Linked DNA regions of Athene noctua: region 1 is linked to region 2. A link is a contact called in public Hi-C data. All regions are on one chromosome and are shown on one strand. Each heading gives the region's core, a stretch centred on a gene start, on an enhancer-like site or on the middle of the called end of the contact. The rest is flanking DNA. Distances are from core to core; before and after follow the strand shown. Region 1 holds the start of VMA21 (vacuolar ATPase assembly factor VMA21). Region 2 holds the start of GPR50 (G protein-coupled receptor 50).

Region 1 (3,862 bases), core at 189-2,688, 190 kb after region 2:
ATTCACCTTCTTTCGCGCATATGCTGGGGTAAACATAATAGAAGGCCTCACTATTCACAAAGGGGAGAAAATGAGTGCCGCAGACTGTTGCTCCTTCCCTCTCACCTTTACACACTGTAGCTGCTGGTGCGGTGTAGTGGCCGTTGCCTCTAGCCAGACAAGGAAAATTCACATGCAGACTCACAGCAGGAATTACCAAGAACAAAGTGCTTATTGCTCAGTCTTACTGCTTGCAAAGAAAACAACCCTCTCTTACATTTCTCCTTTTCCAGGGTCACAGGTAGCAGAACGCCATACTGGCGGATGAAAGACGAGGCCGCCATGCCATGTGCTATGTGACACTGTAGCAAGGAGCAGGGCAGAGGCCACAGTGCTGGGCTGCAGGGATGCTGGCTGTCTGCACGCTGCAGGAAAACATGAGGGAAGAGTTATGGGTGCAGTTAATGACTCACACAATTAAGATTTGGCATGGCTGAGTGGTAAGGTAGCAGCATGAAAGGGGCAAATACCTTATTGTTGTGGTATATGAGACTCAATTAAATGGCAACGTCCAATTAAATGGCTTCCAGAGCTATTGGAAGCTTGCAATGCTGCGTGTTCCTGCTAGAGCTGTTCACTGAGTATAAACAATTAATTTCCCTGCAAACGAGACAGATGGCATAGCCCAGAGATTATAACACTCTGGTCTTCTGTTGAAAAGATGGGTTCAGGTCCATCCCTTGGCGAGTATTTAGGTAAAGTAGCATCAACAGGAGTGTGAACGAATAGCTTAAACAGAGCATCATCTTGGAAACACTTAGTGCTCAGCCAGGCTACAGGAGAGGGAAACCTGCCTGAGGCCTTGGTGTCTCATTTGCAGCACCTATTAGTTGTGTGAGGGGCTGTTTATCTCTGGTTTTGAGCAGAAATTGCATCTTTGCCTGGAGAAGGAATTTTGATTAGTGCCCAGAGAGCAGGAAACCTGTAAAAGAACCAACACTCCTCCTAACAGCACAACATAGAAAAGCCCTGTGGCTTTTAATTTGTAGTGTTTTGTACCACCGAGTTCATCAAAATGTCTCAGTAACATCTCAGTTTTTGGCTCCGAGACCACTGCCATTTGCTGGAAAGCCTTGCCCTTCACCCAAGCCACTGAAGCGTGGGCGCGCCTGACTGCAGTTGTGCCACGCACGGGCATTGCCATCGCCCTCAGGGAAGGCGCTCCTAAGCAGCACGGGTTGCTCTACAGTTTCAAGCGGGCGGTGGGCCAGCGCGGGGTAGTTGGAGACAGCACTGCCCAAGCACAACTGGCTGCAGCCGGGGGCCCAGCCGAGGGCCGCCGCCCGCCACCTCCCCGCGCCCTCAGGCCTGGCCGGGCGCGGCGCCCACCGCCCGGCCCTAGGCCGCGGCCGCCCCGCGGTTGCTATGGAGACGGCGGCGCTGCCGCCCTGCGCATGCGCCCGGCCGGCTTCCGGCGGAGCGGGAGCCGCGGAGAGCGGGGCCGTGAGCGGCGGCCATGGAGCGCTACGGCGAGGCGGCGCTGGGCGCGGGCCCCGTGCCCGACTTCAGGCAGTAAGTCGAGTCGAGGGGAGGGGAAGGGCCTGGCGGCGGGAGGGACACGCTCCCTGCGGGGTGGCGGGGCCTGGCGGCGGGCCGCAGCCTGGCCGGGGGAAGGGGGGTCTGTAGGCCGCGGCGGGCGGGATGGCGCCTGGTACCGGCAGCCTGGGGGGGTGGTGATGGTGGTGCAGCACCCCGGGGGTCAGCCGGGGATGGGTGTCTGCCCGTCCCGCACTGTTGGGGAGCCGGAGACAGTGGAGGAGGCCCCGGGTTTGCCTTGGCCGCGCTGTGTAACCCTGGGCAACCCCGAAACCCGAGCGCGGAGGCCGGTCTGCAGTTAAAAGCTCCGTGTTAGCGCTGAGGTTATACGCAAATACTTGTTTTTGCTGCTTAGAGAAGTGATGAAAATATGTCCGTGTAAGAAAGGTATTTGTCAACAGTGCAGTATTGAACTTCGGTAATAAGCGGGAGGTCATCTTAGTCTTCTATGGGTAGGTGTTACATAGAGAATAGTTTCAAGTTTCCGTAGGAAAAGTTTGAATGGTTCTATGCTTTCTACCCCGACAGATCGTGAAACGAAGTAAAGGCAAAGTTTCCAAATGCCTTTTTTTTCCAAGCTACTGAATATGCTATCTAAATGTATGGCAGTACATGATCAACAAGAAGTGCTGCTGGCTTTAGTGGAAAAGCTGTGTGTGGCTGCATGTCACAGTCTTTTGATGACTGTCAGATCATGAGATTTATTTTTTTTTCCCATTTCCACTTATTTTTCCGAAGGCACGTCAAGGATAAAATGTGTTTTCAAGCAATATACTATGGCACAAATTTGTCTTGATAGAACTTTTTGAAACTACGTATACAGAAATTGCTGTGGAGGTGCCTGGAAGTTTTAAGAATTATGTATCCCTGACTTGAATTGGTTTTTATGCATATTTGTGTTTTGAAGCCTTAAGGACACGTGCCATTGAATTCAGTAGTTGTTGAAAGTCAAAGGGGTATTGCTTGGCTTACATGTTTACTTCAGCATAACATAATGTAGTCAGCCAAGCAGAGTGAGTGAAAGCTGGTGGAAGCACGCACAAAAATGAGCTGTATGTGGTGTTTTGTAGATACAAAACCTGTTCCAGCAGATCAAGTTCGGGGAGACCTTATCAAGTGCATAATCCTTCATTGTGATTCTCTTGCTCAAGGTCTTCTAGCTTTAGGTCTGTGAATGCAAAAAGGTTATTAATGCTTTGGTGTTCTGATTATTGCTACGGTTATTCCAACTCCCTCCGTGGAAACTGAGAAATCATTTCAAATAGAGGAACAATATCTGATAAAAAGGAACTTCACTTCCAACAGTAAGCTGTTAAAATCATTCTGTGTACTTCCCTCTGTAACCTACCCTGCAGGATTTGTCATTTTCCTACACTTGTAGTTATTTTTTTTTTTTAAAAGGGAACTTGGCAAGTTTTAATGCACAGTACTGTCATATGACAAGTGCATAAGTATCTAATAGTATATATTTAATAATTACATAATATGATGATAAACTTATTAATGTAAACCCCCTATGTTGTTAATGCTTGCAGAGCAATAACAGGGAAAAAAATCTGAAGTCTGTTTTTCATCTTGTTTGTGAGCTTTCACTGGCAGAATCGTTAGATCTTTTTGAATACTCTGATTTTTCTGTTGCAGCCAACAAATGCATACTCCCAACTCTTTTATAGCTTCCAAATGATACACGTACTCAGTTCTTGAAAAGTAATTGGCTTCTGTTTAGGACAAGTTCATGTCCTGTTTCAGGCATATATACTGTGACTTTGTTCTCTGTGTAACTTCTCTTATTTATTTCAGAAATGAGGGTTCATTAACATCAACTTTAAGAACACTTCTATTCTTCACAGCTCTAATGATTACATTACCTGTTGGGCTATATTTTTCATCAAAGGCTTATATATTTGAAGGTAATTTTGTTTCTGCCAATTAGCATTACTGTTACAAAAAAGAGGAAAAGCACAATGCTCTAAAAGCATCTTTGTTCTCCTTCCCATTTTGAATATTTGTTTCCTTGTGCAAACTTAAGACCTTGTGCTGTCTAATTAGAACAGAAAATTATATAAATGGTTGATGCATCCTTCCCTGCGTTGTCATCTGCAATCTAATATTTGCTGTTTGCTGTACAGTGGTTTAGCTAGCATACAGGTGCATTGTTCCCCTTACTTAAAAGGGTATCTAACACCACCCTGCACCAGACTTTTATCAGAATCATTAACGATGTTTCCTGCAGGTGGTGCAAACTAATTGCGTATTCAAGACAGAATAATGTTGTTTACTGGGTTTA
Region 2 (3,661 bases), core at 611-3,110:
ACACCTGCATATAAAGTTCAGGTCCTCTGAAGTCACATCCCAGTCCTCCACATCTGAAATACATCTGAGAGTGTCTTAATGGTGCAAACAGGTGCCGGAGCAGAACAGCGTGACGGTGAAAGGTGCTGGATGGATGTGTCCACGTGAGCTGCTCCAGCCCCTGCTCCTGTACCGCAGGTACGTCCTGAACACATGCCAGACGAAAGTCTGTGAACAAAATATTTGGTTTACACAGAGAAAATATTAGCAAAACTATACAGAATTCAGTGCAGAGTACCAACCAAGAAGTCAGCAGAAACCAAACTTCAAGCCAAAATGCTCTCTTTGACAACTGGAAAATGCATGTGTTTGATCATTATCTTCAAAAAACCCATTTTGTTTCAAAATTGAGTGCTCTCCAGTCGTGGGGAAAGGGTAGAAAGCTGCTCAAAGCAGCTTGCCTCAGCCAAGGCCTGAGTTGGATGCGGGGCTGGCTTTGACCCCATGCCACGGGGCCAGGGCAGACCCTGTTTGCTGCTCGTTTCGGCTGTGCCTCGCTGCTGCTGGCGGGGAATAAGCTATCAAAGCATTTGCTTTTAGCTTTGTTACTGAGGCACTCAACCGGGCAGTTGTAAAACCCCCAAGCTGGGTTGTGACACAGCCTTGGCCTTGGCTGGGGCGCTCTGACCCGCGCAGAGAAGCTGCTCAGGGCCGAGGCCGGGAGAGGTGCCGCTGGGGTGGGCTGCCCCGGTGCCCCCCTGCCCTCTCCTGCCCCCCCCCAGGCCCTAGCACAGCATCACGGCGGATGGCCACACCTCATAAATCCTATTTTCTGTGTTTATTTTCTAAATGAAGCTGAGAATTCATGTGGTTGCAGTATGGCAGCCGCAGTCTGACCACAGGGGCTTGGCCTCTTCTTTCTCACGCTGGTGTGGAGTAAAGCACAGAAGGTGCCTGAAGTCCCACCCTGAGATCGGAGGGGGGGCGGGGGGGCAATCCCCGCGGGGAGCTGCTTGCCCGGGGCTCAGAACTGCGCAAGGGGACTGCTGAACCTGGAATTACTGCCGAGGCTCCCGCAGCGCACACGCTAGAATCAGTAACAAGCATTAAAACGACAGCGAAGGGGGTTGTTCTCACATAACTGCTTGAAAAAGTTCTTGCGAGGATGCGTTTGGCTCGAGGGGGGGTGGGGGGTGGCGCGCTGGCCGCGGAGCGGGGCTTGCAGCGGGCAACAAAGGCAGAGAAAACCCTCCTGCGACACGGAGAATGTGCAAACCTGTACCTCGGCTCCTCTCCCTTTTCCGCACCCCTGCCGGGAGCCGTCGGAGGCTCCTCGGCGGCTGCGACGGGTGCGGACAGCCCCGGCGCTCACGGCTGCCTGCCCGCCTCCTTCCCTCCCCGGGTCTCCGCTTCGGGCCGGGCCCGCTGCCCCCGATCTCCTCCGTGGGCAAAGAATAAACATAATCCTTCACCCTGACCGGCCATCCCCTCGGCGCAGCGCGGCGGCCGGCTCCGAGGTGGAAGGGGGGGGGGGGGCGAGTTCAGAGCCCGGTGGGGGGGGCGGGCGGGCTCTTGGCACGGCGGGAGCCTGGCCCCGGGGCTGCCCCGCCGCTCCCCGCCCCGTCCCGCCGTTGCCCGCCGCCGCCGCGCGGTGGCACCATCGGACCGGAGAGCGCGGCGGGTGCCCCGCTCCGAGCACCGGGCAGCCCCCACCCCCCCCGTCTCACACCCCCCCCCCCCCGCCCCGGGCAGGGCGGTGGCACCGCCGGGGGAGGGGGCGGCGTGCACCCCCCGGGACGGGCGCGCTCCTCCCCGCGGCGGCGGCCCGGGGGCTGCCGTCGGGGCGGGAGGAGGAGGAGGAGGAGGAGGAGAAGGAGGCGGCGGGCAGAGGCGCGCATGGAGCGGGCGGGGAGCAACGGGAGCTGCCCCGGCTGCCGGCCGGAGCGGGGTTCGTCGGCGCGGGCCGCCACCGCCTTGGCGGCCGTGCTCATCTTCACCATCGTGGGGGACGTGCTGGGCAACGCGCTGGTCATCCTCTCCGTGCTGAGGAACAAGAAGCTCCGCAACGCCGGTGAGCGCGGGGCGGGCGCGGGGGGCTGCGCGGCCGCGCTGCCAACTTGCCGGCGGCGGGTGGAGCGGAACGGAGCGGCACCGCACCGCGCCCGGGGCTGCCCCGGCCCCGCGCGGGAGTCGGCGGAGCCGCGGCCCCTCCTTGGCACCGGAGCGGTGAAGGGCTTCTTGGCCCCGGGAGCCGGTGGCGAGTTGCCCAGGAGGCAGAGGAGCACCCGCCCGCCGCTTCTCTGCGGTGACCCGAGCTACCGCGGGGTCCCCCCTCGCTGTCCGCCCGCCCCGTCCGACCTCCCGGGACGTGGCTCTGCCCCGGGCAGCCGCGGGTGGAGGAGCCTGAACTCCCGCCGCCGCGCAGGGAACGGCCGCAGCCCTCCCGCCGCACCGGGCTGGGGGGAGCCGGCGGCCAAGGAAAACCCGGGTGCCAGGCAGGGGCAGGGGAAGGACCGCTCCTGCCTTTAAGACGAGTCTGTGACAACGCTGAACACTTGCTTTTACGGCCCAGCCTTGCATCTGTTTTAACATATTCCTCTTAAAGCTGCTGAGCTTTAGGTGACCAACTGAACGCAGAACACAGATTTTTTTCCATGTTTTTTCCATGGGTAGTTTGAAAGTCTGCTTTGGAGCCTTAGGTATTGACCTCCCTAATGAATTAATCTAGGAAAATTACCAAAATTATATTGATATTAACCATTTCTAAGAAGGCTGTGGTTTTTTGAGGAGGAATGTTTTGCTTTCAAGGTGCTGTTATTTTAGCAAAGAAATAAAACTGGATATGAATTGCTCTGTAAAGAGTTAAAAGGAGTCTGTGTAGCGCTGCTTAAAACATATCACAGAGTATGTTTTGCTAAGGACTACACCACTGCCCACTTCTACAGTGAAAGATGTAAAATGACCTTTAGTTTTACAGATTATAAAATGGTTTTAATGAAATATTTCCAGTGTTTATAATGTGTAAAACAAAGTTGTAAGTGTTTTGGAGATGCTGATCTCTGTCCCTCTCAATCTTCTGTAAATATGGAGTAACTCAACAAAGTTTGGTAAAAGCAGCTGATGGCTAAGACTGACGGGACAATTTCCCCCCAGCGCCCTTAACATTTGATTTATTAACGATAGCACACAAATGGCTACTGGCTCGGGCAGGCGCTGGATGCAGTGACCTCCACCAGTGAGTTGCTCTGTAACTGGCTCACAAAACGTGACCCATAGCATCCACAGTACACAGACATGCTGTACTGGGTTTGTGAGAACTTTAATATAGTTGGGAAAGGGATTTTCCATTCTCTTCAGCTTTTTTTTTTTTTTTTTTTAATGTGAGGACTGTGAGCTTGTGATCAGTGGTTCTGGGAAAGATAAGTAGAGACACCCTTCCCTTCTCCCGGCAAAAGTAGTTTCTGTTATCTAGCTTGTTGAGCAGCAGGCACATTTGAAACTATTTATGTGCTTTCATCACCTTTCCAATTCTTAATCACGTGAATGCATTTCACTTCTTAAGACTGCCTGTGCTGTGAATTAAGCTGGAGTCCCTGTGAAAGTGAAAAAGAACAGCTTTCCCTTAAAGTGACCATGGAGATGTTTTCCAAACCTTAATCCTTGTCAGTAGCTTGTTGTCTGC

What was found. A called contact is a pair of places that touch in the nucleus more often than the background predicts.
Region 1: a Hi-C map of heart shows a contact between it and region 2, with 5 times the contacts expected there. The contact joins the promoter of VMA21 here to the promoter of GPR50 in region 2. A contact is called at or near these places in 2 of 2 Hi-C or Micro-C datasets (heart and liver).

Annotation. Positions count from the first base shown.
Region 1 is chr11:5,683,313-5,687,174 of bAthNoc1.hap1.1, forward strand. VMA21 (vacuolar ATPase assembly factor VMA21) reads left to right here and starts at 1,439. Exons shown (of 3, transcript XM_074915418.1): 1 at 1,439-1,551; 2 at 3,376-3,485. The coding sequence starts at 1,496.
Region 2 is chr11:5,488,166-5,491,826 of bAthNoc1.hap1.1, forward strand. It overlaps GPR50 (G protein-coupled receptor 50), which reads left to right and starts at 1,861. Exons shown (of 2, transcript XM_074915161.1): 1 at 1,861-2,050. The coding sequence starts at 1,876.